2 separate regions of the Oryza sativa genome follow, and region 2 is linked to region 1. The links are chromatin contacts, called in public ChIA-PET maps. All regions are on one chromosome and are shown on one strand. The core of a region is the stretch at or near the end of the contact, and the rest is flanking DNA. Distances in the headings are between cores, read along the strand shown. Region 1 holds the start of LOC4323884. Region 2 holds the start of LOC4323889 (putative clathrin assembly protein At2g01600).

What was found. ChIA-PET counts read pairs in DNA pulled down with a chosen protein or histone mark.
Region 2: a contact with region 1 is called in an RNA polymerase II ChIA-PET map of leaf, with 6 times the contacts expected there. The contact joins the promoter of LOC4323889 here to the promoter of LOC4323884 in region 1. A contact is called at or near these places in 1 of 15 Hi-C or Micro-C datasets (an unstated tissue) and 1 of 4 datasets of contacts at active chromatin or transcription factors (leaf).

What each region holds. Positions count from the first base shown.
Region 1 is chr1:29,265,920-29,269,945 of ASM3414082v1, forward strand. LOC4323884 reads right to left here and starts at 2,240. Exons shown (of 7, transcript XM_066306483.1): 1 at 1,372-2,240. The coding sequence starts at 2,194.
Region 2 is chr1:29,315,355-29,319,804 of ASM3414082v1, forward strand. LOC4323889 (putative clathrin assembly protein At2g01600) reads left to right here and starts at 1,814. Exons shown (of 15, transcript XM_015766518.2): 1 at 1,814-2,055; 2 at 2,236-2,305; 3 at 2,504-2,601; 4 at 3,471-3,609; 5 at 3,685-3,812; 6 at 3,942-4,034; 7 at 4,149-4,199. The coding sequence starts at 1,966.

The sequences.
Region 1 (4,026 bases), core at 990-3,489:
AAGTATTACCTCAGAATAATGTATTGCGATATGATTGGGTTGTGTGATCGAATCTAGATCCTCTGATGAAGGCAGTTTAACAAATGGTTAATACTGTTGGAAAACTGCAAGTTGAGTACACTATCATAGTCTAGATTTACGAGATTCTTCCTTCTATTCTAGCTAGGTGGCTCCTAGTATGAGTAGTTGTGATGGGCTGCGAGTTCCCGGGGTGACGAGCCTGGGACCTGTGGGAGCTAAGTCGAAGATCTCGGTGTCGTCGTGAGTGGTTGATAAACAGCGATTTTAGTTGTTAGAAAACATGATCACAGGTTTTTACACAGTTGGGTTTCCCTTCTTTTCATGTTCTCTTTCTTCGCTTTGTTGTAAAATTAGCCATAGACAAAATATATATAATGCACTCTTTGTTAAATTTATAGTTTTACAGTCCCTAGTAATTGGCCATGCAACTTATGTCTGCACCTACAAGTAGCTAAAAGCACAAAAGTCAGAAAGAAAATTCTAACATTATTCCTCATTAACTCCATCAAAAGTTACTGATCAATCGATAGAATTGTACAGATCATGATTATAAGGAATAAGGTAGCAGTTTGAACTACAAGGTTGCAAACAAAATCCAAGTGGACTTTAACAACCAGATATGTTAGAGTTAAAAAAAATATCAGCATGTTGCAGAGACAATTATTTAGCTCCATTCATCCTTTACAAATATTAGCCTTAAATACAAAGTAGTACACCAAACAATTGTTATCAGTTTCTTAAAAAAAAACATTTTGCTCATGAAACCACCAATGGGGCTGAGAAAGTATTATATAATTGTTAGAAAAACTTGAGAGTTATAATACAGAAAATATCAAATTTCACAAATCCTGTATCAAACAATGTGTTTTTGTGTTAATACTTAATAGTACTATCAAGCTCCATGTAGTTATGTGAAATTTGTGAACCCGTAGTTTTCTGCTACAAAGGGCATGTACATGGGATTTACCAAAGAAAAAATATACTATATTGAAAAATAGTTCCCAACTTTGCTCCTTGTGTTGGGGCAAATATTATTTTATCAAATCATCAGTTTTGCACAAATCAACTGAAGGTATATCCTGTTCTATCGGTACCTCCGCCACACTACACTTGCTCTATTGCGACCCTAAGTGAACACTCAAATGCTTTGCCTAGACACAGACATAACAAAAACAACAACACTATAAGAAGATTAGAGCTACCTTATATCCTGCACTTTTTCTAAGTGCAATCAAATACTACCTAACCTAGGTGTCATTCACAAAGATAGTGATCAACCTTTTTCACATTATAGCACTAAGATAATCAAATACTAGAATCAAAGCTTCAAGGAAAATTAAGGATACTCACGAGTGGAAACAGCTTCTCGTTTGCCACCTCCCTCGCTACCGCCATGCCCAATTGGCACAATAAAACCATTCCGAATTCCATTCTTCTTGTGCAGGCTCTTCCTTACTGCTGCCCCCGCACCCTCCTTCCTCACCTGCCTCTCTTTCCCACTCTTCATCAAGCCTTGTAGCGGGAACACGCGCAAACCACCAGCCTCACCGAGGAGCAGCCTCCCCATGGCAACCTCCATGGCGTACACCGGCCGCGACGGCTCGAGCTCGACGACCGCGCACTTGTGCAGCTCCACCGTGCGCCCGTCCGCAGCCATCCCTGGGGCTAGCACCCAGATCTGCCCGGCGGAGAGGGACAGCAGAGCCACGGCGTTGACCCCGCCGGCGAGGCGGACGCCGAGGCCGAACGGGAGGCCGTGCAGGGGCAGCCCCGAGGCGGAGGCCTGGCGCTTGAAGGAGAGCGGGGCGGGCGAGAAGCGGCCGGAGGCGAGGGAGTAGGCGCGGAGGTGGGCCGCGGGGGAGGAAGGGGACGGGTGCGCGGAGAGGAAGAGGAGGTGGGAGGAGGGCAGCAGGAGCACGAAGCAGGCGGCAGCGGCGAGCGGGGAGGGGACGGCGGTGGCGGGGAGCGAGGCGGCGGGCGGCAGGGAGGGGAGGAGGCGCGCGGAGGAGTCCGGGAAGAGGAGCGCGAGCGCGCGGGTGGGGGAAGGGCGCGGCGCGAGGAGGAGCGAGGCGGGGGGCGAGGTCGCGGGCGGGAGAGGGAGGCGGTGGGCGGTGAGAGGAAGGCGAGGAGGAGACGGCGGCGGCGGCGGCGGAGGAGGAGGCGGAGGCGGCATGACCACCGCCGGTGTTTGAGGGGGAGTGGGTGGTGGCGCGGCGACCGGTCGGGGCGAAACGGGTCGAGACTTTTTTGTGTATTGTTTAGATCGGGCGATTAGGGAACGTGCCGGCCGCCCGGGTAATTGGTTCAACTTCTACAGCCTACGGAGTAGTAGAGGATTTACGAGTAGATGTTGAAGTAGATGACCGATTAGGATTTAGGAACATAACACTGTACAAAAATCTGTGGATGTTAAGTATTGTAATTTGCAAAAGATGTAGAATCAGAAAAGGTGTTCTATCAAAAGAAGTAAATCACATTCACATGGCATGAGCTTGGTAAGTGGGTGTTAAGTAGGTGTATTTATTGTAATAACTTAAAACCAAGCATATCGGTGCATCGAAATGTCGATGGGTGTATTTTTGGTCACATCGGCAGGGAACATCATTTTCTGTTATTTACCACAAAATCTCCATTTTTACCTTTTTTTTTTAGAATTACGCAATATAACCTAGAGACTCACAACGCACGTACATTCACTCCTAAACGCACGCAACCTAAACGCACGCACGTAAGCGCTACCCCTATGAGTATCTTCGAAGACTTGGCCGACAAATCCTGGAGATTGACCTACCACTGAAAGCACGATGCCGTTAAATCCTAGGAAATTTGCTCCCATGAGGAGTTAAACCCAAGACCTAAGGTGCTACCCATGACCATATGAATTTCATAGGATTCGAAAAGCTTCAATCCTTTGAATTAAAGGGCCAAATAAAAAAATCATATAGAAAGAATCCTAGAAAATTTTTACATAAATCTTTTGATTTAAAGGGCCCTTATTTCTGGTTCAATTGTTAACTCATAGTTAGTATCACTGTCGATGGAACTATGGGAGGCATGTAATCTCTTGATCTATGCATTAAATAACTCGTATTAATACTGTCAGTTAAACAACAAAGGCCGGTGGTGTCCTTTGCTCAAATTGTAGCTCGACCCCAAACGGCTGACAGTGGCGTCGAGAAGCACACGTTAATAAACATCTTTGAGCTAGCCTGTCAAATCTGAAATCAATATGATTCGCCTAATTTCGGAGTTCAATCACGCAAAAGCTGGAATACGGTTCACATGCTTCGATTTAGATAATTGGACAAACTATCGTCTCGGATTATCTACTTTATTATACCATTATCTACTTTACTATACGCACAGGGGCGCTGAAGGGATAGCGTGGTGGTCCAACAACGGTCGTTGGGCAGGACAGTTGTGTAGGGATTTGATTGGGAATCACTGGCGAAAGCCTTGCTAGGGCATGGGCCGGTATGACAACGACGGCACCATTAGGCGTCGTTTCCCTCCTTGGAGGTGTCGTTTTGGCGTTGACTTCTCTTAGCACCAAGAACCTTCCGCGTGCAACGGTAGCCATTGGTGGGCTCCTGCAATGCCTTTGAAGCTCTACAAGCCTAGTGTGTTTGACGAGGCCTTTGCCGCCTTGGTTTCATTTCTTGCTTTGTGGCAGGTATTCATCATCCTTGTTTGGTTACTACTGGGTAGAGTCGGAGCTGCTTTGCTGTAGGGGTGCGACGAAACTTGGCAACGATGACACACACCGCGATCTCCTTATAGGGTTGTTGATGCTAACTGTGTGTAGGAATTTGGGCTGATGTCCTTCATGGGTGTCGTTTTTGTTTGTTTATTTGGCGTTGGGGTAGCATTGCAGTGAAGTCGAAACTGATGTGTCGCTTGGGTGGTAAGCTTGGCAATGATAACATGTGTGGGTTGCCGTGTCGCCTCTATGGCAAGCTTGACCGATGTCTTATGTTGGGCTCCGTCATGGTAGTGTAAGTTAGG
Region 2 (4,450 bases), core at 564-3,063, 49 kb after region 1:
ACGTGGGTCCCACGCTGAGTTAGCAGCCACATAGGATAAAACCGGGTTAAAACCACCGAGGGACCTATTATGACCGGTTTTGGTTAGTTGAGGGACACCGGATATCCGGTTTTGTGGTTGGGGGATAATTTTATAATTCGATGGCAAGTTGAGGGACCTTGGTGCACTTTTTCCATCACATGGATGGCGAGGGCGGAGAATTGATCTTTGGGGCCCTCGCTGAGGCGCACGTAGATCGTCAGGGCCTCTACCAGAATTCGTAGTTTGATTGGAGTTATAATAGCAAGACGCTGCATCGGGATAGCATACATGCGCACAATTTTCGGTCCAGAAGGAAGCAGATCCGTCAGATGCGCCTGACGCGGATCGCGTCGCGCCACTGGTGAAACCGTCGATGGCAAAGAAAAGAGTGTATAACAAAACGCACGGCAGAAGTTTGTCCACAGCGTAGGGCTTATTGGGCTCTCACAGGCTTCTGACTTGCTAAGTCCACTGAAATCCCAGGCCATCACCAAATACAGGGCCGGGATTTTGGCCCATTCCGAACGACGCATCGAGGGAACGGGCCGAATGCGTGTCAGTGTGTTTCTGTGCCATATGCAAGCGGACCAACTGCCGGTCGACTCCAACGCCAGCCGTCTGCTTCGTCCTCACATCCAAGTCCGGTGAGCGGTGGCGAGCCTGGGACCCGGCGAGACAACCCAGCTACCCCGACCGACTTGGAAAGGGAGAACGCAACCGTCCCCCGCATTCCCCTCCTCTTCAGAATCAGCAGCGAATCACTCTCCTCTCTCGTAGTCCCTGTCAATCCGACGCCGTGCATGCAGTTAAATCTTCCAAGCCACACGAATCCGCAGTTTTGTCACAGGTGAGACGTGCCTGTGAACTGGCACGGTGGCAACTCACCTCTCCCTACCTTTCTCTGGTACCAAACCTTTCCAAGGAAGAAACCAAGCTGCATGCTGCTGCGGTAGGACCACCGGTGTTAGGACACACTGGAGTTGTCAATCGTCTTTACAGCCAAACCACCACGCATTTTTCGTTCTGTACAGCATAAAATATGAATGACTTGTCTGTGCTGAGATTCTTTCTTCTATCATGCCTAGCGCATGCTCACGAGTCAAGCCATGCGCAGAAGAAAGGTTTAACCAAAGTTTTAAGGGTAATTTGGAAACATGTCATTATAACTTTGCAAAGTTTAAGATATGTCATTGGTATCTCAATGACATGTAGGACCTACATGAGTCAATGACATGTGAGTTAGAATGACATATCTCAAATTTTATAAAATTATAATGGCATGGTTCCAATTTTCCCAAATTTTTTAAACCGTAGCTTAATTGGGCCTTTTTGACAATGTTGGACCAGCCAACCTAAACACTTTCATGGAACTGCCTGGTAACCAAACCAGCTGCTACACTACCGCTTTTGATAGGAGCAGCAGCCGGCCTGAATTGACTCTAGCTTATTGCCTTCGAATTAGGCTTGAAAAATACTACTACTTAGTACTCTGTTACAGTCTAAAATATGAGATTCCACCAATTAATCAACAATCCAACAAACCAATCATCTGGACACGCTGTCTCAGGCGGCCATTGGAATTTTAAATTCGAGAAGTGATTCATTTTCTAATTTAAATCCGAGTATTTAAAAAGTTTCATCTCTCCTCGATTTAAAAGAAATCCTTTTTATAGCTTCTGCTCGTCAGGCTTTAGAAGGTGTGATGAAAAGTGCCAACGCGCCTTCACATTTGGCAATATCGGAAAAACGAAGCCTTCCTATTTATTTGCCGTTCCGTGCACCGAGCAATCTCGCGGACGCGTAGCCGGAAATCGAATCAGGCCGCAGGGCTGAGAGAAAAAAATAATCAGAAGCAAAGGGGGGAGAGAGAGAGAAAAAAAAAAGTCGAGGAGGCGGCAGCAGGCGGCGGCGAGCGAGCGAGCGGAGGAGGAGGAGGAGCAGAGAATGTCGGCGCTGCAGAGCTGGCGCAAGGCGTACGGCGCGCTCAAGGACACCACCACCGTCAGCCTCGCCAATCTCAACTCCGACTTCAAGGTCCGCGTCGAGCTTTTGCACCCTCCCCCAATCCAGTGGCGCAAACTGGTTCAGTTCATCCGATTTGCCGCAACCGACTGGGGGACGAGGAGTCCAGGAGGGGGAGGCGTTTGGATCTGTGTTGTACGCATCCATTGGGATTTATTTTAGTTTGCGATGTTTTTCTTTTCCCCTCTGTAGGATCTGGATGTGGCGATTGTGAAGGCCACGAACCACGTCGAGTGCCCGCCCAAGGAGCGCCACCTGCGAAGTACGTTGATTCGTCCTCACTACCAATCTGCCAATCTCCTATATCCTCGCTTGCGATTTTCTGCTTAATTTAGTTCAGTGTGTGTGGAATCAGATTTGAGAATTGAGATTGTTCGGTGGGATGGAGGGTACTTGCTGTTGGGGTTTTCCCCATTCTCTGTTGGGTTTGGTGTTTGATGGGTTGGTGGTTGTGTTGCAGAGATTGCAGCGGCGACGTCCATCGGTAGGCCTCGGGCGGATGTCGCCTACTGCATCCATGCTCTTGCTCGTCGCCTCGCCAAGACCCGGAATTGGATTGTAAGCACCGTGCACTCCTGTTGAGATTTTTCGTGTTTATGTTTTATGTTTGTATCTTTTATGCTTAGGTTGCGTTGAGCGCTTGCCATACTGTAGTCGAGTAACAGGCGGGTTGCAAAACTGAAATTTTTGCAGTATATAAATGTAGTCATTTATGTAACTGCCGCAGTGTAAGAAGTTAGGATACTGAGCTTGAGCTTTTTGTGGTTTAGCGGTGGTACAGTGGTGCTAATGTGGGCATCCAACCATCCAGGATAGTAGAATGTACATTTAAATTATGTTACCGCTTATGCCCTCGATATATCTCAAACTTGAAATATAACTTAACTCAATTGATTAACATTCTCTCTTCTCTATATCTGAGATGGTCTGCATTTTTCTGGTCTTTCTTGTTGATTTTGATAGCCTTTTGTTCACCATCCATGGTTTCTCTATTTTTCTGGTTGCCCTGAATCATGTTTTTCGATTCTGTGATGTTCTGTCTCATATTAAATGCTTGCTTTGATCTGGATCTTTTTTGGCTGATTTGGTGAAACTCAATGTGCTACTTCCTCCGTTTCACAATGTAAGTCATTCTAGCATTTTCCACATTCATATTGATGTTAATGAATCCAAATAGATATATATGTCTAGATTCATTAACATCAATATGAATGTGGGAAATGCTAGAATGACTTACATTGTGAAACGGAGGGAGTAAATCGGCTTGGTCCCAAACAAGTTTTTCTGATTTATGGTTTTCGTGCCACCACTTCAACAGCAGATCAGCAATACTTCAGACACTCTTCAGTGTTCTGTTCTATTTGCAAGTATTCGCTGGTCCACATCTGGAGCCAATTAATGTAACATTCATTTCATGCACTATGTAGGTTGCACTGAAGACACTTGTGGTGATCCACAGGCTTCTCCGGGATGGTGATCCTACATTCCGTGAAGAGTTTCTTACTTTCACACAAAGAGTGCGGATTTTGCAATTATCAAACTTCAAGGATGACTCCACCCCTGTTGGTTAGTAGAGCACATCAATTTTCTTTAGTATCACCTCCTAAATTCCCATTGTTTCTAATACAACTTTTTATCCAGCTTGGGACTATTCTTCATGGGTTCGTACATACGGTTTGTTTTTGGAGGAAAGACTGGAATGCTTCAGGGTCTTAAAGTACGATATTGAAGCTGAGCGTTTGTCGAAGCAGGGTCAAGGGCCTGAAAAGGTTTGGTTATTATCAATCTCATTTGGTTATTGTAGTCAAATTAGCTACCATGATTATAATTAGAGTTACAACATTTTGTCAATTATTGGTTTCTATCTTGCTGAATTCTTCATATTGTGACTTTTTCAGGGCCACAGTAGAACCAGAGAATTAGATTCTCCGGACTTGCTGGAGCAATTACCAGCACTGCAGCAGTTACTCTATCGACTTATTGGATGTCGGGTGATTTTCTCTTTTGCCAGTTTGGACTAATGGGGGAAATAAACATTCTAAAATCTAATTTTCCAGTCTGTTTTTTGTGAAGATAACCTGACAGCTTTCTTTCTTCTTATGCAGCCAGAAGGAGCTGCAAATAGCAATTATTTGGTGCAGTATGCTCTAGCTCTGGTAAGCTATGTTTTTTCTTTTACACCAGTGTTTTTCTTCTTGTGGATGCAGATGTGTTTCTTTTTATTACCCAATCGCTCCATTGCAAACATCTTGGTTGCCTTGGCACTTCATAATTTGTCAGGATGAAGAGCCATATCCTGCTATTACTGATATAATTGAGCAGTTCCTTCTCTGGACTAGAGTCTATTCTTAGAATAAGGGCATCTTTTGTGCAACATTGTATCTGTGCTATCTTTTTGCTCATGTCA